Linked DNA regions of Zea mays: all the other regions are linked to region 1. Evidence: chromatin contacts called from public Hi-C data. All regions are on one chromosome and are shown on one strand. Each heading gives the region's core, a stretch centred on a gene start, on an enhancer-like site or on the middle of the called end of the contact. The rest is flanking DNA. Distances are from core to core; before and after follow the strand shown. Region 1 holds the start of LOC100279227 (Putative AGC protein kinase family protein). Region 2 holds the start of LOC100382685 (Putative DUF1664 domain family protein). Region 3 holds the start of LOC100282281.

Region 1 (3,991 bases), core at 175-2,674:
TATTTGTAGTGGTTTAGTTCAAAAGTGAACTAGCGGGCGACAAATATTCGAGAACGGAGATAGTATATAGTTTTTTGATTTATTTATTTCTTTTGATTCTTATATGTTGTAGGATTTAAAATGTAAACTCATCTATGTAATTTGATTTTCATAAGATTGGACCACCCTAACTTTAAATCTTAGATTCGCCACTGGCCACATTCCCCATCCAACCACCCTGAAACACTAGCCCTGATTCAGTAACCGTCCAGCAGAATGTGCACAAAGACCTATCCACATTATCATGTCCATCGCCAACATGCGACCAAATGGTAACGCATAGCACGTGAGAGCACAATCAACCGCCACGTGTGCCCTCTCCCTAAAAAGCGACAAAGTGAACATAAGCACAAGCATTGTTTCTTTGCATGAACGACTAACCGCTGGTAGCTTTATTCCAATTATGGCAAGCCCTACAACGGTCGCCATTTTGTTCTAGCCAGTCAAGCTCAAGCAATTCAGACTTCAAAGTCACAATTCGCTTTATCTCGGACACAGCAATGTGCAACAACTCAATCCACTGCAAAATTGCCACCCAAGAGGCAGCAATGAGCAACACCTCCATCCACTGCAAAATTGCCACCCAACATCGCCCCGAAGCTCAGCTCTAGTAGGACCTACAGCCACATTTGACAATCAACTGCCCTGATATGCTAATCCGATTCAGTATGCATGAGAAGTGCAGCCCAAACCCTCACACCCACCCCACAGGAGAGCATAAGCATACAGGCTACCTCCAATCGCCTGGTTGCAGGTCGGACACCTCGATCAGTCGCCCTCACGTGAGATTTAGCTAGCTAAATCGCAGGCCGCTCAAGCACTAACCAAATCGCAGGCAAGCACTGCTAGCTCCGAGACCAATTAAAAAAAAAATTGGAAGCAGGCACGGGTTCCCCGTACCTCTCCTTGCGCTCTTGGAGGTTCTTCATCTGCGCGCGGTAGTGGTCCTCGATGAACTTCTTCGCGGCCGCCACGCGCTCCATGGTCTTGGTGGAGCCAACTGCCACCTCGTGCTGCTCCGCCACCTCCTGCCCTTCCTCCGCGACCGCCTCCAGTGGCCGGGCCCGCGCCGCCGCCGCTGAGACTGCGGCCGGTGACTCCTCCGCCATCTCGCTCTCCATGCCGACGACGCCCACGCCCCTTATCGCTTGAGAGTCGGCTCTCGCCGGGGTGAGCTCGAACTGTTTCTCTCTCGCTCGCTCTCGTTTGTCTCGCCTCTATTTTCCTTTTCGGTCTGTGATGAGCACTTTCTTCGTGTGCGGCCGTTTATAAACGCCTGATTTTTTTTGCGCGCACCGTAGTTAGAGTAAGCTAATCATGCTGTAAATGAGGGATTAGATGGCTGGTGACAGCTGTTTAGAGGTTTTGCTTTGCTTCGGAAACAGGTGTTGCGGCGCGAAAGCTGGACGCAACAGCCGATCCCGCGCGAGCTTTTCTCGTTCCGTTCCGCCAGGCATTCGTGACTATCTGATCTGACGTGCTCCATGTGAGTGCATGACGTCAGTGAGCCCGATCCAGAAGATGCACTGCGGCACAGTAGTATAGGCGAGATACTTTCCTGGTCTGGCCATGGCTATTTCCCGTCCTTTTTTCATGCCATGCTGGCCATGGCTATTTCTTTTGAGTCCAATCCAATCCAGAAGGTGATACAACTATACAAGTATACAACTGCTAGGCAAGTAAGCCACTTAGCCAAGTTTGTTTCGGCTTCGAAGTGTCAATGGTAGCTTTCACCATCGTAAGCTCAAACAAGAAATCAATTTGGCACTTTGAACCATATTCAAACACACGGTCCTCTGTTTCCAATTATAAGACTGGTTTTAGTCGTTGTCGGCTATATCTACCATCACATTACTGTTTTATATTAACCATAATTAGACCTTATCTATCATAACGTTTTATTGTATTATCCTTATTGTTAGCTTACAGTTATTTCATCGTTACATCAACTTTTCTTTTATAAACTTTTAATTGACATAAAACATGATGCTTTGTTAAAATTCAAATACATATGATTATCATGTAACTAATCTAATAAAATTATATAATTCATAATAATAATTAAAAATTCATAACTCAAGCATAATAATAAAAATTTCATAAATGTCGTTACGGAGCCTGTTGAAGGTCGTCTGGCAGCCGACACACGTACAAGATCTATCGGGGTAAGATAATGACACCTTGCTGCTCTAACACCAGGGGCGGACGCAGAGGGGGGACAAAGTGGGCCATATGCCACCCCCCCTCAATTTTTATGACCTTTTATATATTATGTTTATTTACTGTTAAGTATATTTAAAAATGAAGATTTAGATAGGCTAAAACAATCATGTTATGGGTCTCCTCGTCGAATTAGTCTAGTTCTATCGACTCTCGTCCTTTTACTTGGTCTAATCCTCACATCTATTCATCCAATCTCATTCTTTCCGACGCTGTCGTATCCATAGAAGGATCCCTCTCAATTTTTTATAACCTCTTATACCTAATGTTCACCTACTGTAAAGTATATAAATTAAGGTTTGGATAGGCTAAAATTGCCCTGAGCAGTTCTCTCAACTTCCATCATATTTGGTCTAGTCCTCGCATCTATCCAATCCTCCCAGATGCTCCATTCTTGACACCGTCGCCTCCTTCCTGATGCTTGATGTCGCCTGACCCTGGCCCCTTCCCAACGTCCTCGTCCCGCTCGTTATCGTCATGACATCATCCCGCTCTTGGCAGACCCGACCTCGCTCACCACGACGATGCGACCCGTCCCCGTCAACTGGCGAGCTTGACGAACCAGCGAGCCCTAGCTCTTAGCCGGAGACATCATCTGACCCGCCTCTTTCTCGATGCCCCACCCTTCGAGGAAATCGATATTCGACAATGTACACACGACTTGATTCGGTCAGGAAGAACTTAGTTATATGTTTGCTTCTCTTCTTTGAACTTGTATCTTATATTGATAGATATGGAACTTAAATTTTATGCAACTATAGTTTTTACCGCCTTGCTTGATTTTGTAATGTGGTTTTTTGGCCCCCCATGAATTTTGGTCATGCGTCCGCCACTGTCTAACACAATCTACCAGAGACCACATCAGGATAACATAGCACTTACGATGGAAGGCCATTGAGGAAGGGGTGGCGATGTATCAAAGTGATGAGAAGCACCTGTTGCTTGATAAACGAATAGATTTCTATTTTTATGATCATTATCTGTTACAATATAGCCTTATTGAATTGAAGTGATAAGTGCTTCCAAACTAAACTTTCCATCCATCTAATCTACTATCTATTTATGGTATAACGACTTATTCCTATTATACACGACTCTTTTTCATTTTCATCCATCTAATCTACTATCTATATCTATTTATGGTATAATGACTTATTCTTCTTCATCGAGTACTTTGGCCAGAAAAAAAGGTAGCGTGAGCTGGACTAGGATTAGGTGCCAGCATATGCTCCCTAGTTTCTGTAGAACCTCTTATGCCGAAACTAAATCTTTGCCTTGTGAAAAGTTTTCACCTCTATCAGCAGTCAAGTGTGCGTTGTGTCAGCCTAAACTGCATTACACAACCTTGCCACAGAGTTTGGTCCTCGGTGCTTCCACTTCGAGTCATTCGCCTCCTCCATGTAGTACTAGTATGCACAAGTACTGCTCCCAAACGACATTGACGGTACCCTAAATATGGGTACTGTCACACCCAAATTTAAGGGGCCAAACTCGGGCGCGAATCAAATGTGTGCTAGAATCAAGTCTCACACATATGATGACTCATGGTACAGAAACGAATGTCACATCTTTAATATATAATGGAGTTCTGTACAAAATAGTTAAATAATTACATCATACGATAACAACGATCCAGCAAACCTAGTTGACTGGGAGAGGACGGCCTAAACCTCTCATAAACTCATCGTGACATCTTTCATGCTCCTCATCCTGCGGTACATGTTCTTGACCT
Region 2 (3,840 bases), core at 1,289-3,788, 180 kb after region 1:
ATGATAGCCACATCATGTCAAGGCCTGTCATGCACTATGCTCTACGCTGAGGCTTGTGAACAGTACCGCATGGCTATATGATTGTGTCAACACCAAGGCTTGAAAACGCTTCACCAATATCAAGCAAATAATCCATTTCTCTCAAGTCCTCAACAGTTGTTTCTTTTCCCCATGGGGCAGGGCAATGCTTAGATATTTGAGATCATATAAATCAAACAGTTTAGTTACTTAAGACTGATCTTATATATACTAGGACTTTAGACCCCAGACTTTATTGTGTCCATGGCTGAACTTATCGTTGCAGTTGTAGCAAAGGCCGAGCCGACGGCGTTCCTCCATCTCCGCATGAGAGAGCTTCTTGACCGGCCGACCTTCAATGGTGATGGTGGTGTTCGGGGGAACCGTCGTCGCCGTCGGTGGCGCCTAGGTGGCCCGCGACGTCGGCAGGATACCACGGCCCGTGGCCCATTGCGGCGTGGTTTGCGCTGTGATTTGTTCCCGGAGTTCCATCTTCCTGGCGAGGCTCATGGCGACGAACAAGGATTGGGGATTGTGGATCTCGACATCGAGGCTGAGCGGCGGTTGGAGGCCTGCAGTGGAGAGTTGGACATGTTGCGTCTTCGTGAGATGGCTCGCGCGTGGCAAGAGGGCTTAAAAGCGGTCCTGGTAGTCCACCACCGAGCCCGTTTGGCGGCATGCAGTAAGCTCGCGGAGCGGGTTTGTACGCAGAGGGGTCCAAAGTGCAGGTACAGGTGTTCGGAGAAGCGGCGCCATGATGGAGCGCCCTCATCTTGCTGTATTTGGATAAATTACAGTTGGGCGATGTCGTCGAGATTGTAGGAGGCCATCCACACGCATTCCTCGTCGATGATGCGCTATTGATGGAAGTAGGACTCACGTCAATTAAGGAACACCAATGGATCAGTTTTGCCATAATATTTTAGGAAGTCCAACTTCTGGAACCGCGGGGGGTCGATCCTGGTGATGATCGTCGGTGTGTTGTCCCTTCCCGTCCAGGGCAGAGGACTCGGTTCGGCGGTCCTGCTGGAGTTCGGCGACCGAAAGCTTGAGGGATTCCACCGTTGCTGCAAGGGATTGGATGATGGTGACTAGGTCGGATGTGTTGGGTTCCGCCATAGCAGAGATTGATGAGGCTACATCGGATGGTGGTGAAGAGATGGATTTGGGTGGCAGAACTGGTGGGATGGCCTGGAATCTGAAAAATAGAAATAGTGTGGCTATTTAGCGCTAAAGCTATGACATTTAGAAGAGCTAAATCGGGCTATAACGGTTGTAGCTATAATAGCATCTAAAAGTGAAATATCGTAGCTTTAGGTCCTCCAAAAGGCTATAGGCCGCTATTTTAAACCTTGTTCTACATTCAAAAGAAGTGCAAAAGAGATAATTCACTTAATGAAGAAAATGTGGAGGCAACAATCCAAAGATTATTGTAGCACTGTACACTTTCGGGACCATCGACAAGTACAGATATAAGAATTTGTTTCTATGGTCATGATATTTGGTTGAGACAAGCATGTAATTGAAAAGAACAGTATTAGAAGAGAAGTGCATAAGTGCAGTGATAGATTGACATAGAACTGTGAGGCCCCTATTGATATTGCACAATAAATTAATGAGCCCAAAAAACTTGGGAAACATTATATACATGATCAAAAGCCTCAACTTGCCAATTTGCAATGGACACTGCACCAAAGGAGGAGCGACCACTAGAATAACAGAAAACAATCTCAGCATATCGAGGTGTGTAACCAGTTTTTTTATCTCGCATAGTTGTTCTCCCCTGATATTTTTGCACATTTTTTAAAAAAGAAAAAGAAAAGAGACTTCTAAGGATAGAATTGCCAATTTGCCATTGGACCATTGCAACACAGTATCAACAGCAAAACAATCAGCATGGGCATAGAATTAAATCACATACACCAATCCGCATGCATGATGTATTCTACTTTTAAAACTGAGTGTTGATAGAATCCAGTGTAACAAATGGAAATACGGGGACATTACACAATGTCCATCCTGAACCTGAACTGAATTATTCTTAGGCAGTAGTAAGTAGTATTCACACAGCAAACTACTCACGTGGAGAGCAGTGCAAGGACATCACACGCACCTGCGAGGTAAGAGCCTCGTTGAGATCGGTTTCCCCGTCTCCCCCTCCTCCATCCTTCACCTTCTTCCCCTTGTCGAGTATCTCCTGCAAAGAGACGTCATGAATCATCAGAAACAAAGCATCTGGAATTCTGAATCTCCACGGTCCCTCACTGGATAAGGACCCTTGGGATCACATACCGCCGTTAAGGCGCAAGAGCGCAGTCCGCGGTCAGGATACGCGACGCACCTGGAGCTCGCCGAGGATCTCGGCGAGGCGGCCGTTGCGGAGGACGACGGAGCCGGCAACGCCGGCGCCGACGAGGATAACGACCCGGGTAAGGCCCATGCCCGCCTGCACCAGCGCCATGGCTGCACGCCCGCCTCGTAGGGAGGTAGCGGCGAAGAAAACCCTAGCTCAAGGCCCGTGGAGTTGAGCGCGTGGCTGGTCTGACGAGGGCGCGCGAGGAGGTAGAGAGAGAAAGAGAAAGGTTAGGCCGTGAGGGTGGGGCCTATTGTCAGAGCCGGTTCCCCTGCTCTGACGAAGACGACCGCCTCAGACTGACTGCAACGCATCACCCTTCCCCTCCCCTACGCTATTACTGTTCATCGGATAGGGGCTGCAGTCTCCCCCTTTCTCCCGCAGCGGCGAGCGCTACCCTCTCCCCTCCCTCGCGACACTCTTCTCTCACGCCAGATGCAGGGGACTACTGTAGCCGCCCCCTCGCCTCCTTCGCGCGGACGCTGTCGGCCGCGCCAGACTACGGAAACTTCGCGTTCCACCTCGCTTCGCCTCGACCCCTCCGCGGACGGACGATTTTGCGCGGCGACGCGACAGCGGATCTACCATCGCCCGGTGGAGTCGGCCCCGGCCCCCCTCGGTTGCGCAGAAGAGGAGGTCGAGTTGGTCACCACGCACAGCCGTTCGCGACCGAAGAGGACTCCAATCCGCTTCCAGCGACGAACGTCGCGACCGATTGGTTTGCTTCAATCTCCGACAATCGACGGCGCCATCAGATCCACACGGACACGCTACGATTCGGCGTGCTGGGCACTACATCTCCCCTTCTTAAGGTATTTCCTTTCATCAACCACGCGAAATCATTAGTTATTTGACGATTGATTTACAACACCACTCGTATTTTGCTTGGATTCGCCGTCTTGCGGCCGAGATCCAACCCTACTAGAGGTATACCATCTTGTACCCCGTCAAATGAAAACTTCATTCAGGATATATGTACATTCGCACTGGTTTTGTTCAAAATTCGTAGTTTTTGTTGCCAAGCCCATAGGAGTTTAGCAGATCCACACTTGTCGTTCGAGGTATGAACTTGTTACGTTGTTCATCCTCCGATTTAGGCGCCTGGTGTACCAAACTTTGTCTGTTCCACGTGATGGAAATACACGAACAACAGTAAGCCTAACATTAGCCATGGCAGCAATTCTATTTCCCCAGTGTTGTTCATTGGACTGTTCTTGATGTTTTTAAACTGAAGACAATGTATTTCTGGCATTTATGTGGAATGTTACCCTTTCGTACTATATGAGTATGCACCAATATAAGCCATTACACTGAATCACTTATTTTGTCACAATTCTTTGTGCTTGCATGGAGTACACGTATGTTCATGAGTACACTCACTAAATTTCATGACATGTTAAATTACTTATGACTTCGATTATGTGCCAGATCATGTGTCTGGCACAACTTGTGTTTGACTATGATTATCT
Region 3 (3,597 bases), core at 335-2,834, 210 kb before region 1:
GAAAGTAAGAAAATTCAATTAAAAGGATTTAATGGGGCTTTATTGATTGTGATACCTTAACAAAACACTGTCATTATCTAAATACTCGGATATAATGCAGAAAGATTCGCTTGTAACAAAATAACGTTCACAAAACAACATATAGCTTAGAGCATCTTCAAGAGTTTTCTAAATTTTACTCCCTAAATTATCATTTGGATAGTTATTTGCATAAAACTATTTTATATATATCTTTTCAATCTACAACAATTTTTCTATATATTGTTTGCACTCTAGAAAGTCATTTACATTTTCTATATTTGGCTATCGAGAAACCCAAAATAGAAGATGACTATATTTGAACAGCCATTTAGATAAGATGTTGGAAGTTTTTTTTACAAAAATCTCTATTTATATCAATTACAAAGAATATAGAGAGCCTCTCGGAGTTGATCTTAGGACGTCGCAGGATGGACTAACACTGGTTACAATTCTAGGTTGTATTGCTCGCTTACATGGCTCGGCCTGTAGTCATATCGACTATGTCGATACAAATGCCTGGTTGGTCGGTGGATCGGTCGATCATGTTAGAACTTGAGTACACATAACCGTTAAAAAACTGCATTCTAAAACCTAGAGCCTCTACATAAAAATATAGTAAAAAAACAATATATAGAGAATGGTGTAGAGACGGACGTTTCGCGTGAGCCCGTCTTTTTTTTATTTAGCACCCTAAAGACCATAAAGAGACTCCTAATTAATGGAGTGTACATGCCTAACACCGATAATTCTCTATGGCTGACACTACATGAACCCCAAAATAAAGCACTAGCGAACTACAAGAAAATTGCACACTCTCATACAATCAATTTAATACTGTAACAGAAAAAATGTTAGAATAAGGTTGAAGAGTAGAGACAAACCGGATTGTGCGACTGTATCCACGTTCCAGGATTGCTATGGGCATTATTGCTGGGGTCATATGGATCCCCATGCAGGAAATCGGGCACCACAACGAAGTAACCGAGCGAAGCAACTTTGTCGGCTATCTTCCTTCGCGAGACAAACGTGTGCATGTCACATCAGTCACTGATGGAAGAGTACTCCATAATAACAACTAAAAATCTGATGCAATTCAAGAACCCATTCGACAAATTTTAAAGCCCATAGCCCAGGCATATATAGCAACTACCCAGCTCAGATTAGCTCAGAGTGAGACTAGCAGCGTACCTCAGGTTTGGCGCTTCGAACCCTACAAAGATGGAACGGATTTCAATACTAGCAAATGAAAAAAAAAAACACACAGGACCTTGGAGGGCGAGGCACGGAATATTTACCGAAGGCGTCGGAGATGAGGACGACGGCGGCCTTGGACCCGGCGGAGCCGCTGACGTAGGCCTTCTGCCCGCCGAAGTCGTCAACCACCTCGCCTCCTCCGCTGGCCGGCTCCAGCACCGGCGGGTTCTCAAAGCAGCGCGAACTTGCCATGCTAGCTCTCCCAGTTGGAACTAAAACTTTTGTGGCAAGAAGGGCTCCCGTGTCCTGAGAAAGTTAAAAGCTATAACTTGCTGGCGGCAAGGGCCGGCGAGATTGAGCACAATATTCTTTTTGTGGAATTGTGGTACAGATAGTGAGTGCTGTGATCTCACTGCTTACGCAAGGTCGACCCACTGAGATGGTGCGGGAATTTGAGTCTATATATGGTTCATAATGTTTATGAAAAACGAATTTAGAATGGTCGCAGAAAATTGGACGTCCGGATCCGGTGGCTCCAACACCAAACAGAGACAGGGAGACACATGTTCCTACTAAATTGATGGAACAAAAAAAATGTTAGCGTTTTCTTTAAAAGAGCCAATTAGTACCGATTTTTTAACAGTACTAATATTAGAACCGGCTGATAGATTGATAATAATAAATCTAGAAGAGCATTTAGAACGTGGTTTTGGCCATCAAAGGCTCGTCTAGCTTTAGTGCCGGTTGATGCTACCAATCGAAAATAAAACAAATACTATTATCGATTTGAGCCATCGAACAGTACTAATCTCTACTACTTATTAAAATCCCAATGCCATTATGTGCAAGTCTTATGTCATATATGGTCTTTTCAGAAACATCTACTCCATAGGATGTTCAGATTGCCAGATGGATCTTCATGGTATCTAAATGTTTTTTTAAGTCAGACTGCACACTATATAAGTTCTGTTTGCAGAATGACTTTGTTGCATAGGTTTTCTAATAAAAAATTTAAGATTCCTTTGTTACAATGTTGTTGTAGACGAAAAGTGTAGTAGCCAGAATGAACATACAAAACCAACCAAAATTTTAGCCTTCTGAACTATGATTCGGAATACCTCATATATAAGCAAATATCAACATTGGTACATGCCACCAAGAAGTCACGGATCTGGTGGCCACAGGACCTCCACGAGTGCTTCATCTACTGCGTGAACCAGCTCGACATCGCGGACATTGAGCAACCGTCCTTGATCTGAAGCTCTTTTTTTTTCTCTGCAAGGTTCTTGGTTAATCTATCTGCTTTGCTTAATCGAATTGAAGGCTATGGAATTGTTTCTCTTTCTCACGGATTCATATAGTCTTCTCTTGTTTTTGCGTGACACTTGCAGAGGTGACTCCCAAGGGGATTATGATGCTAACGAACTGTGATGGCCTCACAATCTATCACATCAAGAGCCACCTTCAGGTACAAAGATTTTTTTTGTGAATTAAAGAGGGCACTTTTCTGAACTCGTCAGGAGTGGAATATATCAAATTTAAACACATGTTGCCCTTTTGACACGAATTTGTAGGACTGACTAAAATAACAATTTGTTATCCTCTTTCGATTTCAGAAAACACTGGATAGCCAAGTACATGCCCGCATCATCGACGTCTATTCATAATCTGATGTAATTTAACCCAGTACAATCCACCAAGAATTTCATCGCCGTCCTGAGTAATACTTGTTGCATTTTTGCATTCTTTTAGAATAACATATTTGGTCCCTTTAGCTACAATTATTCTTGAGTTCTAGGACCGTCTCTCTCTATCGTTGTACTCATTAGTTGCTGGAGTCTTTGGTATGAATATTTCGTATACCTGGAATGACGGTTGTGGATACATCTTCAAATGGGTAAGTATCTACTCGCAACACGGGAGATATAATGATGCATTGCTTGGTCTAACTTGCTCCTCCCTTCACAGGTGGTTCTTGTATCAGGGCTTTTTTGTGCCTTTATGTTTGTCTCCGTTGTTGCCTATGCGCGACACAAGGGTCTCGTCGGATCCTGAATAGCTGAAATAACTACGCAACTTGCTTCCCTCAACTGTAAATTTGAGCCAGTGGGCATCGACTTTGCGGGGTGATTAATCTCTTGTACCAAATTCAGTAGTATGAAATTGGGGATGTTGAATAGGAACTAGGAAAAAATGAATGCAAAATAAGTATGTTATGAATTATGATTGCCCCCCCCCCACCAGTTTCATAATGTTTTCATCAAAAGATTGAAAAAAAAACATGTTATTAGCTAGGTACCTCTTTTCTGTAACGTTTTTAAGTAAAATATGATCATGACAAGTTCTGCAAAGATTATTTGAATTTGTACTGAAGACTACATA

Evidence for each region. Hi-C and Micro-C count contacts between places; a contact is called where the count stands out from the background.
Region 2: a contact with region 1 is called in a Hi-C map of ear, with 4 times the contacts expected there. The contact joins the promoter of LOC100382685 here to the promoter of LOC100279227 in region 1. A contact is called at or near these places in 6 of 25 Hi-C or Micro-C datasets (bundle sheath, ear, endosperm and 3 more).
Region 3: a Hi-C map of leaf shows a contact between it and region 1, with 2.3 times the contacts expected there. The contact joins the promoter of LOC100282281 here to the promoter of LOC100279227 in region 1. A contact is called at or near these places in 7 of 25 Hi-C or Micro-C datasets (ear, leaf and tassel).

What each region holds. Positions count from the first base shown.
Region 1 is chr8:90,892,749-90,896,739 of Zm-B73-REFERENCE-NAM-5.0, forward strand. It overlaps LOC100279227 (Putative AGC protein kinase family protein), which reads right to left and starts at 1,425. Exons shown (of 13, transcript XM_008657971.4): 1 at 940-1,425. The coding sequence starts at 1,160.
Region 2 is chr8:91,071,741-91,075,580 of Zm-B73-REFERENCE-NAM-5.0, forward strand. It overlaps LOC100382685 (Putative DUF1664 domain family protein), which reads right to left and starts at 2,539. Exons shown (of 12, transcript NM_001175409.1): 1 at 2,360-2,539; 2 at 2,132-2,215. The coding sequence starts at 2,479. LOC109941413 (a long non-coding RNA gene) reads right to left here and starts at 2,087. Exons shown (of 2, transcript XR_002263964.1): 1 at 955-2,087; 2 at 1-875.
Region 3 is chr8:90,684,664-90,688,260 of Zm-B73-REFERENCE-NAM-5.0, forward strand. LOC100282281 reads right to left here and starts at 1,585. Exons shown (of 7, transcript NM_001155193.2): 1 at 1,317-1,585; 2 at 1,210-1,231; 3 at 903-1,032. The coding sequence starts at 1,467.